Linked DNA regions of Canis lupus: region 1 is linked to region 2. Evidence: chromatin contacts called from public Hi-C data. All regions are on one chromosome and are shown on one strand. The core of a region is the stretch at or near the end of the contact, and the rest is flanking DNA. Distances in the headings are between cores, read along the strand shown. Region 1 holds the start of BRPF3 (bromodomain and PHD finger-containing protein 3). Region 2 holds the start of MAPK14 (mitogen-activated protein kinase 14).

Region 1 (6,594 bases), core at 3,022-5,521, 170 kb before region 2:
CACTGCTGCGACTCTCCAAGTAGGACTCCTTCTCAAGCCGGTCTACCAGCAGCTCAAAGGTGTCTGCTGACACCACACTATGCCCATCTACACGTCGCTTCTCGTTCACCATGTCCAGCCAGGCAAGGTCCTCCTCATCCATGTCATACTCTACTTCGGCATCCAGGTCTTCAGGTGGCTTCTCGATGTAGCGATAGTAGGCAGCAGGCAGTGGGGGTGCTTCTGGCTGGCTGCCTGAGTCCACCATGCGAAAGCTGGGTTGCGGGAGGTGGAAGGAAGTGCCAGATCCATGTTTGGAACAGGACTCCTTCTTCTTGCCCTTGGAGGAGGGTTTTTTGGACTTACCAGGGAACTGAGGCTGCTCACTGTTTTCCTTGTTACTATTGCATTCGGTAATATCCTGGGCGGTCAGCTCATCCTCTGTAATGATTTTGAGTGGGTCATAGATGCTGATTCGATGCAGGCGTCCATCAATGTCCACCTCAACGATCCGCTGGGCCTGGGCATATGTTAAGGTCTCCCGAGTAGGTGAACACTTCAGACTGTAGGGGGATGGGGAACGCCGGCCCTCGGCATTCTGCCGCGACTTCCGGCGCGGCTTCCTCATGGCACCTGGGAACCAAGGGGACAGGCCTATGGAGAGACCAGGAGGCAGAGCTGAAGGTTCAGGCATGCACTCATTCACCCTTCCATCTGATCGAGAGGCCACCAAGAAGACTGTTTCCTCTGTCTGAACATCCTGCCCCTCTGACATCCACACAACTTGCTCCTGCAAGTTTTTTCACAAACACTGCTTCTCAATGAGAGCCTGACCACTCTTATCTAATACTGCCAATCTCTTTCCCTCACTAGCAATCTCTCATTCTGTTTTATTTTTCACTGTAACACAACACCATTTTTTATTATGCTATGTAATTTACCTACTTATCATGAATGTTTGCTTCCTTCCACAGAAATGTAAGCTCCGTGAGGGGAAATAATTTTGTCTATCTTGTTCACTGTTGTATTCCCAGCACCTGGATGGTGCTAGCTCCTAAGTTAGCACTCAGTAAGTATCAGATGAATGAAAGGCAAAATCCAACATGCAAAAAAAAAAAAAAAAAAAAAAAAAATTCCAACATGCATGATCCCTGCCATCTAGGTGCTCCATCTAATTGAAGGGACAGAAAAGTAAACAGATCATTACAACATGGGAGACACCTAGAGTTCTAATGATGCATGTAGGCTGTGTAACAGCTAACTATGGAAAAGGAGGGGGAGGTCAAGGGTTCAGAAAAAAAGGAAACAAAAGTAGCATCCATTTTCAAGCTCTGTTTATGACCAGTGGCCCCATCAGAAGATCAAAAACTCACGGGTTGGGATGCCTGGGTGGCTCAGTGGTTGAGCGTCTGCCTTTGGCTCAGGTCATGATCCCGGGGACCTGGGATCAAGTTCCATATTGGACTCTATCTGGGAGCCTGTTTCTCCCTCTGCCTATGTCTCTGCCTCTCTCTGTGTCTTTCATGAATAAAATCTTAAAAACAAACAACAACAACAAAACACCTCACAGGTCTAAAGCCCTCTCCCAACCCATATTACAATGATCAGAAACCCTATCCCCTGAACCCAGGAATGAAGAGGTGAAGGCACCTGAAATGTCTACTATGTGCAGGCTAAAGACTTCAAACTATCCTATGCAGGTTGTCTCTGGAAAAGCCAGCATTCAGGATGCACTGACTAGTATATCTAAGCAGAAACACTAGAAGCTCTGGGAGTGGCCCCAAGTGGCACTGAAGTTTTAAGTGGCCTATCTGGGATCCTCATTGGACCTACAGCTAAGGTGATTGGGGCAATATCTGAGATAAACTCTTAATGCATTCTGTTACCTCAAATGTCCCTCTCTCCCCCAAATACTTATACCTACCCTACCCTTATGCAACAAGGAGAAATGATGTGGGAAACTTTAGGAGAAAGCCCTAAAGTTTCCCACATCATTCTATGGGTAAAAGGAACTATGACAAGCTCCTAAGAAGCTGTGGTAGCAATTACTTGAGGCCATCACTACCAGGAAAGACATTAGAGGTATGGTACCCCAGGGTGCAGGCAGAGACTTGGAAAAGTACAACAGTGAGAGGATTTAAAAGAGAAAAGGAGATTGTCACCTTGGTTGCAGGATCTACCATCTTTATCTATAAAGCAGAGATGATGATGATAATTTAGCACACTTTTGCAGATTACAAATCCCTTTTACTTTTTTAAGATTTAAAACATTTTTAAAAATTAGTCTCTACCCCCAACATGGGGCTCGAACTCCTGACTCTGAGATAAAGAGTTGCACACTCCACCAACTGAGCCAGCCAGGTGCCCCAATCCCTTTCACTTTTTAACATTTCTCTCAACTAGTTTGGAAGGTAGAACAGATATCATCTCCATCTTACAAATGAAGAAACAAGCTCAGAAAGGTGCCACTCAACCCGAAGCTACAATTCAAACCCGGATCTCCTGATGTGTTGAACTCATCTCAGTGGGAAGAAGGACCACCATAGAGATGCCATGGTCTGGTACAAAACGAGGCTCTGGGGCTATCTAGGTTCTAATCTTGGCCCTGTGTGACCTGGAGAAAGTCACTTCATCTCTCTGGGCCTCCACACTCGACCAGTAAAATGAAAATGAAATCTATCCCTTAAGGGTTGCTCTATGTGAATAAGGTATTAAGATCTTCATTTAAAAGTGTGACTGAGGGGCAGCCCAGGGGGTTCAGCGGTTTAGGGCCACCTGCAGCACAGGGCGTGATCCTGGAGACCCGGGATCGAGTCCCACGTCGGGCTCCCTGCATGGAGCCTGCTTCTCCCTCTGCCTGTGTCTCTGCCTCTCTCTCTCTACCCCCCTCTCTCTGTGTGTCTCTCATGAATAAATAAAATCTTAAAAAAAAAAAGTGTGACACAAACAAACAAAAAACAACTTGGCTGAGGAACAGTGCCAGGCAGGCACACACCCCATTTGGAACAAAAGGCAACAGAATCATCACAGCAATTCTGTCCAGGTTCCAGAGGCCCTTGGCCACTACATGCCCGACAAATGCCAACTCGGGGGGGGGGGGGGGGGGGGTAGCCCAGGCTAACAGTCCTGCTTCATTGCCCCCAAGCCCTCATGGGCAGGGAGATCCTCGCACAGGCCTGAAAATCTGCCTCAACGCTAACCTCAAAGTTTTAGACAGAGGTTGTGGACCCTCCTTTGTTAAGGCGCTGTATATTCTTCTCCCTGCCTGCCACCTCCTTAGCAGCTTGGGTCAGCCGTCACCCCAGCAGCGAGCATCTGCGGAAAACCTCCTGGGTCCTGCCCAGCCTCTGGGCACCGGGAGGCCAACTCTGGAGAGGCGAGGGCCGCTGCTGAGGAAACGAGTTTCGCCCACAAGGAGCTTACAGTCCAGTTTTCTTGGCGGGAGTTTCTCAACCCACACAGCCCTTGCCACAAACACGCCTCCTGATACCCCAACGCCCCCAGAGGTCCTCTCAGCACCCCCGAGCCCCCACTCGCCCACCCCACCCAGGTCTCCGAAGGACGAGGAGTTTCTGCAATTAGCCTGTGTCCCCCGTAGCCCACCAGAGACTCAGGAGACAGGGAGCGCCCCTGCCAAGGCCCCTGCCCCTTTAAAGGGGCACCTCTTCCAGAAGAATCTTGACCCTTCCGAGGAGAAAGGAGGGAAATAACATCGCCTCCCCTGAAGGGAGGGGGCGAGCGCACCAGAGGCCGACTGACGCGGAGTCCGACCCTCACACAGAGAAAGCTAGCGCCAGCGAACCAGCGGGGCAGAGAGGCGAGCGCCCATTGGTCGCCTCGCCTGCCCGTCAGGAGAAACCGGGGGCCAAGGGACGCTCAGGGGGCGGAACCCTCCTCTGGTCTGACCAATTGGAGAACATGGCGGGGGCGGGACTCGGCGGCTCGCCAGCCAGGGCCGGGGGGGGGAGGGAAACAAGATGGCGGCTGCGGGAGGGGGTCCTCGCTGTTCAGCTCCCCCCTCACCCGCCTTCTCCTTCCCCGCCGCCGCCCTCGCTCCGGGAGAGCGCTTCCGCGCCGCCCCCGCCTGGCCCGGGAAGCCCCCCGCTTCCCTCTCCCCGCCCCCCCCCGCGCGGTCCCTCGTCCTCCTAGGCCCCGCCGCCCCCGCCCCCGCCCCCGCTCCCGCTCCGGCCGGCCCCGCTGCCACCCCCATTACCTCAGCCGCCGGCCCGGCCCCACCGTTCGGGGCCCCTGGGCGCGGGCGGGCCGGCCGTCGAGCAGGTCGGCGCGGCCCGGGGCGCGGAGCGCGGCCTCCTCCCGCGCTGGCCTCCGCGGCCACCGCCGTGCCCCCTCCCGGCCCGCGCTGGGGCCCCGGCCCGGCCGCCGCCGCCGCTCCCGGGGGAGGAGGGGGAATGAAGCCGCCGCCGCCGCCGCTGCCGCCACGGAGCCCGGCCGAGGGGAGGGAGGGATCAGCCCCCAGGCAGGATCCGCCCCTCCGGCCTCCCCCCCGCCACCTCCACCCCTTCCCTCGCTCCCTCCCTGGCTCCGCGGGCTCTCCCGCTGAACAGGAGCGAGAGCGCGAAAGAGGGGGGAACGGGAGGAAAATCCCCCCGCCCGTGCCCGGCGCGGCGGCGGCGGCGGCGGCGGCGGCGGCGGCGGCCGGGGCGGCGCGGCGAGGAGCGCGGAGCCGCGGCCGCCGCCGCCACGGGGCACCGTCCCCGGCTCGGCCTCACGGTGGCGGTGCGGACGCGGCGGGGGCGCCGAGCGGACACCGGGTCTGCGCCCGCCGCGGCCGAGGCTCAGCCCGGCCCAGCCCGCGCGGGGCGAGCCCCACGAGGGAGCGGGGGCCGTTCCCGTGGTTGGGAAAGACGGGGATCCCTAACTCTTTAGAGCGGTCGCTCGTGCCCTCCCCGTGCCCCTGCGGGACAGGTGGCCACGGACCCCGTCCCCGCGCTGGAGGGCCCCTCCAGAGCTTCCGCCCGGCGGTCTCGGGAGCCCAGACGGGTCTGCAGTCTCCTAGGGTGCAGGTGCCCGCGCTGCTCCCCGAAAGTCCCCCTCCCTGCCCGGCCGCGCTCGGGTCCCGAGGACAAAGGTCTAGCGATGTCCATCCCCTCCGCCAGGGAGGGCGGCGGGGAAAGCCCGTCTGAGGTGCGCAGGTGAGCGTCTGTTCCCCAGAGGACGCGCTTCTGCAGAAACAGACCTGACTTCTCGTAGGTGCTATTCTCTCCCTTATGTGTTTAAAAAGAGTAAACATAGAAGTTTGACAGTCTACTTAAGGACGTCTGGCAACTCGTTTGTCACTGGAGACAGGAGCAGCACTCTCTCCTTAAACCTGATTTGGCTAGGAATCGGTTAATTTAATGCAATAAGCGGCTTTCTAAAAAAACTCTTGACAAATGGCAACCTCAGACTTTCAGATGTAATCAGACTGGCTTTTGTTTCGATAAGTAAATTTAAGGAGAGGAACACTCCTTCGGCACCACCCCCCCCTCACGTCCCCTGTAAATTGGAAAACGTACCTCATATGACTGAAGTCTTAAGTACCAATATTTAATGATGTGTATAAGACATGTATGGATAGACTGCCTTTAAAATGTGAAGATGAATGACATATTTTGAAAGCGTTTCCTCTGCCCGCGCTGGTGGTGTAGCCTGGTGAGACTTTTTCACAATTTCTTGCTTGGTTCTGATGATCAAGGACACGGCTTCTAGAGTCAGAGGATGAAAGATAGTCTCAGGATCCAAGTCTTCCAAATGTTTAAACGGAGCATATCACCACTTTTGAAGTATAGATGTTCATTATCGCAAGGAATTTAAATATATTGTGTTTTGAATTTGAAGATTCGATGAAAGTAAGGAAAGCTAATTTGTACTACAAAGATGTTTTTCTGATTTCATGGTAGCACCTTGTCAAAGTGATAGCAGAGTGATAGCAAAAATTCTTCTGTTAACCAATTTTCTGAAAGAAAAGGGAGTGTCTCGTGGAGCTAAGCAAGGGCAGGGCAATGTTTTGAAAACTGATGCTGAAGGAGTATGAATTAATGTCAAGTGTTCTAAGGCTAGGGGGAATGAATAATCATTTGGAGGGAAGGTGTAGATAAAAAATGATTAATTGTGGAAGGGAAAGCCCCAGAGGCAAAAGAATATTACAATTACTTTTAGTTAAGGGGGGGGGGGGTGAGACCCCGAAGACTAAAAGAAACAAAAATACTGAACTTCAGTTCTTTGAAAATATGAACTATGTCCATTTATACATATGACTAGTAACTATTTCTTTCTCTTTTTTTTTTTTTGTAACTTCTATTTCTTGATAAATGTTCACAAAATTTATTTAGCACAGTTCCCATTTGTGTGATTGGGAACTATCTTTTTCCACTAAAGTTAATGAATAGATGCCTTGGGAAAATGCATTCGTTTCTACTTGCAACATTAAGTGTAAAATAATGATTTAAATGCTCTTGAAAAAGCATAGAGTTAATACATTTGATTTCCAGATCTTTCTATTAAAAGTTTTCATAGTAAGACCTTGTTCAATGGAGTGTTTCTCTTCTGTTTTCAACTTCCACTTTCTTAATGGCAACATTATGGTTGTCCTCAACTCTAATTTTTTGACATTTA
Region 2 (6,057 bases), core at 3,437-5,936:
TCTGCGCAATGAGTTCGTTTTTTGGTCTATCAATTCTGAGGAAGAGGTGTGACTTTAATAAGTTACGTCATTACCCCACAGATAAGCTAGGCAATGACACTAGTGGGATTGGTTCTGTACAGTCACAGCTCTATTGCAAGTGACCCAGCAACCTCTTTCTTCACAAAAAGTGGGAGAAGGAACAAACAGTACAAAAGAAGGCACTATCACACAAACTCAGCAGCCTATAGGTAGAGAAAAGATGACTTGTAAAGTGTTGAAAACCTAAAACCAAATCCAGAGTACCACTGACGAATAAGCCATTCTTTCAATGAATGAGTCCAGTTCTTCACCTATATAACTGGGTTAATAAGAGAGTCAGTGAAGACTGAATGATAATGCTTTCAATGAAAATATTTTATAGTATAAAATCCCATAAAAATGCCAATTTATACTAAACTGAGAGTGATCTAGCCCAGTGAATTCCTCTACCTTTGAATTCAAAGCCTCAAGGGCTCAGCGCCATCTGCACCATTGCCCATGAAAGGCAAAGTCAACACACACATCATCTCTGAGGCTGAGTTAGAGAGAAATCAAAAACAGAGTACTCTTCAATATCAAGAAATTAAGCTGGCAGAACTGAAAAGCCAGAGGTTCAGGATACCCTCATTTTAAAATGGGAGCCAGAGAAAAGCATCAGAATCCATCAAAATGGGATTCAATTAGAAAAATTACTTTATAACAAATTTGACTGAATTATTTTTTTTAATTCTTTATGTTTATATATCAATAACATAAATATTTGCAATTATCTTTAAATATCTATTTGTTGTTGGTACTGGCAACATGCAGTGAACCATCTTGCTTTCGGTTACAAAGAAAAGCAAATGGGAAGAAAGTTCAGTAAGGGCCTACTATCGTCACCAGAAAAGTAAAGGGCAGGCCCCTCTTACTGATTAGGAGTCAAGAAAGTCATCTTTGCATAGTCAATAATGATGTATTTTCATTTATCTGTGCCCTGGCTCATCCTAAAAGAAAAGAATAAAAGATTTAAAACAGTGAATGGCTATTAACACTAAACCTTAGCTTTGTTTATTATATTCATGTATATACAGTCTTATTCCACAGAGCATTTAGGAAGCTGGATTTGATTTCTTAGTAAGTTTTGCCATCCTCTCACTAAAAAATCTTGCATAGGCTAAATACACTCGTGATAAATATAAACTACACAGTAAAATGCCTAGAACAGTAAGCAATCCATAAAATGTAGTTTTTTTATTCACATTAGACTTAGCTTGACGAGGGAATGGATTATCTCACTGTCTTGCTCAGCACTCTATCTCATGAAACCTAGCCCATTATCTAGTCCGTAGCTGGTATTCAGTGTTGTTGAATCAACAAAGGACTATGACTTAAGAGTATTTTTTATTTTATGGCTACCTATTTTATGGCTACCAGGGCCCCACCTCCTCTAATCAACAGCAAGGGTCTGGAAAAACCATACCCAGAGGAAAGGCATTTAAGTTCCTGTTTATATTTCCTTAAACTCACCACAAAGAGTCCCTCCTTCTGTCCCAAAACCAGAAAATCAATGCTTTGCAACAAAGTATTCTTAAACAATTTTGCTTCATTTCCCCTCACAGACAATGCAACAAAGTTCCTTAAAACTGCAAGACTTATTTAGTTCCCTTTACCTTTTAAAAAGGAAAGGTATATTATAAAACCTTATCAATTTTTTAAAAAATTGAAAAATTAAAAAAATAAAACCTTATCAATTTTCAATTTCTAGTCTGATTCCTTGATCTTGGATTCATAGCATACAGGCTGCTGCTTGCCTTTTTACTGTAGACTTAGTGAAAATTAAAATGAGAAAATAGGCTTAACATAAAAAACTTTTAATATACATCAAAGTATATCACACTTAGGAGCAATCAAATTAGGAAACTGACAGATATTTGCGTGAGGTTGCATTCCTTAAAATGCTTTCAGAGATTCTTTTTCGGAACAGACTTCAGATCCAGTTCTACAAGTCACACAAGAAATTCTGTCATTACTTTATAGTTATAACTCCTATTTGACCTAAAACAAGACCAACCTGAATGCCTAATCTTTCTCGCCAGACTTGAGTACAAATTCTCTAAATTATTTGAATTCAGCTTGATTTTCTTATTCCCTAAAATCAAATCTGTTCTTAAAGGATGATGGCAGTGAAAAATAACACAGGCTCCAGAATGCTGTAAGAGAAATTAAAAAAAAAAAAAAAAAAAAAGTTTGCTGCAACACCCAAAACACTGCTAAGAATCTGAAAGAACTGAAAGAATAACTTCAAATAATTCTGAATGAGATGCCACTTACTTATGTATATCTAAATTCTGATATTTTCAATCCAAAATCAATTATATTTGCCATAGTCAACTGACACACATAAGATGCATTCTCTTCCACCAATATACCATATGTCACACTTTAAATCCCTCAACAGAAATACTACTAAAAACAAATGAATGGGCTCTGCCTCCTTGTAAAGACACATAAGAAACTTAACAGGGGCTGTCTCAGAGGAAAGGAATAGCACAGTTGGAGAACAAGAAAGGAAAGGATACCTTTCGTTAAATATCCTTTTACGCCTTTTGAATTTTATACAATGTGTATATAATTCTATACATATTTTTTAAAATATGTTTAACAAAATCACTTCCAAGTGTCAGATATTTCTGGCTTCTGTAAGCCAAAAAAGTATAGTACTAAGGAAATGTAAAGGTCATTTTTATGATACTTCACTCTAAATCTGAATCTGCAGTTCCAGGACAGAGCTATTCATACCAACAGTAGGAAGACCTTGCAAGCAGTTGTTTTCAGGTCCACTAAACTCCCCATAGTTGAGCTATTCTGCTGTATCATTTCATTAAAGTTTAAACATCATTGGAAACAGAAACTTGGTACTACGAAAATTAATGTCAATTATGACATAACAGAATGAAAAAGAGTGGTAAAATAATAAGCTATTAAAGGAGCCATGATCCAAATATATCTCTGAAAATTTGCAAATCAATCACACATATAGATGGATACAGTAAAATGTTGCAAATTCCCTTAAAACGTAAACTGCCATATTATAAAAATGAGGAAAAGATGTCAAGCACGGGACCATCAGCAAGATGAACTCACGCAGCTTGAACTAGAAAATGCAATATGATCTGTTGCTTGACACAATTGCACAATCTCAATTACCCAGAAGATTCTAGCAAACAGGAAATTCATGATGTGACTTTAAGAAACACAAGAATTATAAAGATTAACACATCCAAAAGTCTGGAATTCGTTTCCCTCACCCCCACCCCCACCCTCCCAAAATCTTATGGAGCCCTTTTCAAATGATTCACATGAATACAGGAATTAGTTTCAGATCAGCAGCTCTCAAGTTACAGTAACTCTAAAATATGGTGTGTAATACCTAAACTAGTGAAATATTTTAGATCCAAGAATTTTATTGGATCGATTTAATTTAAAACACAGTGTGAATTAAAGCTGAGAAGTGTCTCTCCCTTCCTTTGCTATATATTCCCTATCCTTATGAAAACCATCGTGTACCTCAGGCTACAAATGTAGATCAGTTCCCTGCGAACTCTCTAAAGAAGTTTAAAAACACAATATTCACAAGATGTACTGCAATTAAGAAATACTTACAATACCTCCCCAGATTGCTCATGATTCTTTGATCTTGAGCGCGTCCAACGGATCTGAATCTCACTTGCTCCAAGTGAAAAAACTGTTTTTGCCAAACAATACTTAAATGAGCAGTGGTATGTGACTAATCAGTGAAGCCGCCAGTTTCTCAAGCTGCAGTGTTCTTGCAGGCACTACCACCCACCCCCACTCAGCGAAAAGGAAATACGCTTTCAACAGAATCGGAAACACACAACTCAAGCTGGCACTAGGCTGGCCGAGATAAAGTCGGTATTTTCGGTTCTTTGGGTCGCTGCTAATGCAAGTGCGAATTCGAAAAGAATGCCTCTCGAAATGAGATTTCGAAAGAGGTCTGCAAAAAAAAAAAAAAAAAAAAGCCAGGGCAGAAAGCCCTTGGTCGTCAGTTTTGTTCCGACGCTCGCAGTCTCCCGTAGAGCTTGGCCCTTCTGCTTCTCCCTGCAGCCCCCCCGGGCTTGTCTGCTTGGAGGGCAGGCTCCCGCGCGCCCAGAGTGGCTGCACCTCCGGAGAGGCTCCTTCGGCTCGAGGCTGGCAGGGAGACACCCCCCACCCCCGGAGAGACGCCCCGGCCTCTGTGCCAGCCCCCCTCCCCCGAGCAGCCACCCCCCCAGAAGGGATTGCGCAGGGTGCGAGGCAGGGCCGAGCTCCAGCACCACCGCCCACCGTGGACCTGCATCCTGCACACAGCCGACCGCCTCCCTGGGGGTGCAGAGTGAGGGGTGCAAGGGGGTCCCGGGCGTGCAGCACAGGGGTCGAATGGGCAACGATGCCCTCCCCCAGAGAAAATTCCTACCGCTTGGTGCATCGCTGAGCTGTGTGGGCAGGCCTGGTTCTGGGGTGCTGAGGCCACCAAGCCCGCCGCAGACCCAAGCCCGGTGACACTCACCACACGGAGCCGTAGGCGCCGGAGCCCACCGGGGACAGGTTCTGGTAACGCTCGGGCACCTCCCAGATTGTCTTATTCAGCTCCTGCCGGTAGAACGTGGGCCTCTCCTGAGACATCTTCCAGCGGCGGCCGCGGGGCTAGGAGGTGGCCCTGAGGGGCCCCGCCTGCGCCCGCACCCGCACCCGCTCCCGCTCCCGCTCCCGGGCCCTCGTTGCCCGCCGGGCCGGGCGGGGACCCGGAGCTGGCAGTCGGCGCAGGTGCGGCAGACGCGACCCCGCCGACTCCCGCGCGCGCGGCCCCTGTCAGCCGCAGCTGCCGGGCGAGCCCGGTGAAGGGCAGGGGCAGGCTGCGGGGCTCAGGGCTGCGCCCACCACGCTCTCCCTGCACCCTCTCCCCGACCAGGCCGACCCCGGGCTGCGCCGCGGAACTGCGGCTCCAGCTGCAGCGCCCGCTCAAGTTCCAGTGATCGCCGTTCCAGAGCCAGCGAACAGGAGTCGCTAGCCGTACTCTCGCGAGACCAGCTCCCGGGACTCTCCGCGAGCCGAGATTTTACCCAATATGGAACCTGCCCACGGGAGGGGGTGGACTACCGGAGAGGATGGGAGGAGCACTTCTCGCGAGAAAAGGGCAACAGCTGGAGACCAGAGGCAGGAACTCTCGGGGACTGCTCTTAAGGGCGCGAAGGCGGACCCGGGAAAGGGAGGGACAGGCAGGCAACGTATGCCGCGTGCGCCCCACCGTGGTCGGCGGGGCAAACGCCCGGCTCCGTGGCGGGAGGCGACGGCGACTAATAGGGTGTCGGGAAAAGAGCCAAAAGATCTTTGAACTGCCGGTAGTCACCAGCAGCCGAGCATCTGCTCAGCAGAACCTCCAACTTCCAAGAAATACTTACATTTGGAAAAGGAAGGTTCCAGCCAGAAAGCCGTTATTCCATGTTCGGGGACATACGGCTTAATCTTCGGAACTGTGACGGACCCTATCCCGAAAGCAAGTATTAGCTCTACGTTAAGTCTGAGGTTTTCCACCCAAACTCTCCTAACGGTCTTTAAACGTTTATGTGCAAAAGAACACTTGGAGTGTTAAAAAAAAAAAAAAAAAAAAAAAGCCAAGTCCCAGGACCCACAGGGAGTCTAAGTGGATAGGTCGGTGATAGGCGCCAAGAACGCGCATTTTTATAATATGCTCCAGGCAGTTCTGATTCAGGAAAGTCTCCCGCATCCCCCTTGGAGAAGGATTTTTGAAAAGAGTACTTCTGAGGGTTTGAAACTGAATCCTGCTCTGAAGCTTGATTCTTGCCTCAGGTTAAGGAGAGCAAGGCAGAGGGTGTCCTATTAGGCAAGTCTATTGACCTCTCTTAGACTCTAGTTCCAGCTTCTGCAAAAGTAATTCCTGCCTTACATCCGCGCCTAATAGGGTTACCTGTAAAGCTGAACAAGATAGTAAGTGTGAGTGAGCAAGATACTATATAACCATGCCTACAGCCACTG

Evidence for each region. Hi-C and Micro-C count contacts between places; a contact is called where the count stands out from the background.
Region 1: a Hi-C map of blood shows a contact between it and region 2, with 4 times the contacts expected there. The contact joins the promoter of BRPF3 here to the promoter of MAPK14 in region 2. A contact is called at or near these places in 3 of 9 Hi-C or Micro-C datasets (amygdala and blood).

Annotation. Positions count from the first base shown.
Region 1 is chr12:5,490,838-5,497,431 of UU_Cfam_GSD_1.0, reverse strand. It overlaps BRPF3 (bromodomain and PHD finger-containing protein 3), which reads right to left and starts at 4,271. Exons shown (of 13, transcript XR_005367613.1): 1 at 4,193-4,271; 2 at 1-633.
Region 2 is chr12:5,326,384-5,332,440 of UU_Cfam_GSD_1.0, reverse strand. It overlaps MAPK14 (mitogen-activated protein kinase 14), which reads right to left and starts at 4,686. Exons shown (of 12, transcript NM_001003206.1): 1 at 4,571-4,686. The coding sequence starts at 4,686. It overlaps SLC26A8 (testis anion transporter 1), which reads left to right and starts at 5,341. Exons shown (of 19, transcript XM_038553857.1): 1 at 5,341-5,557. The coding sequence starts at 5,503.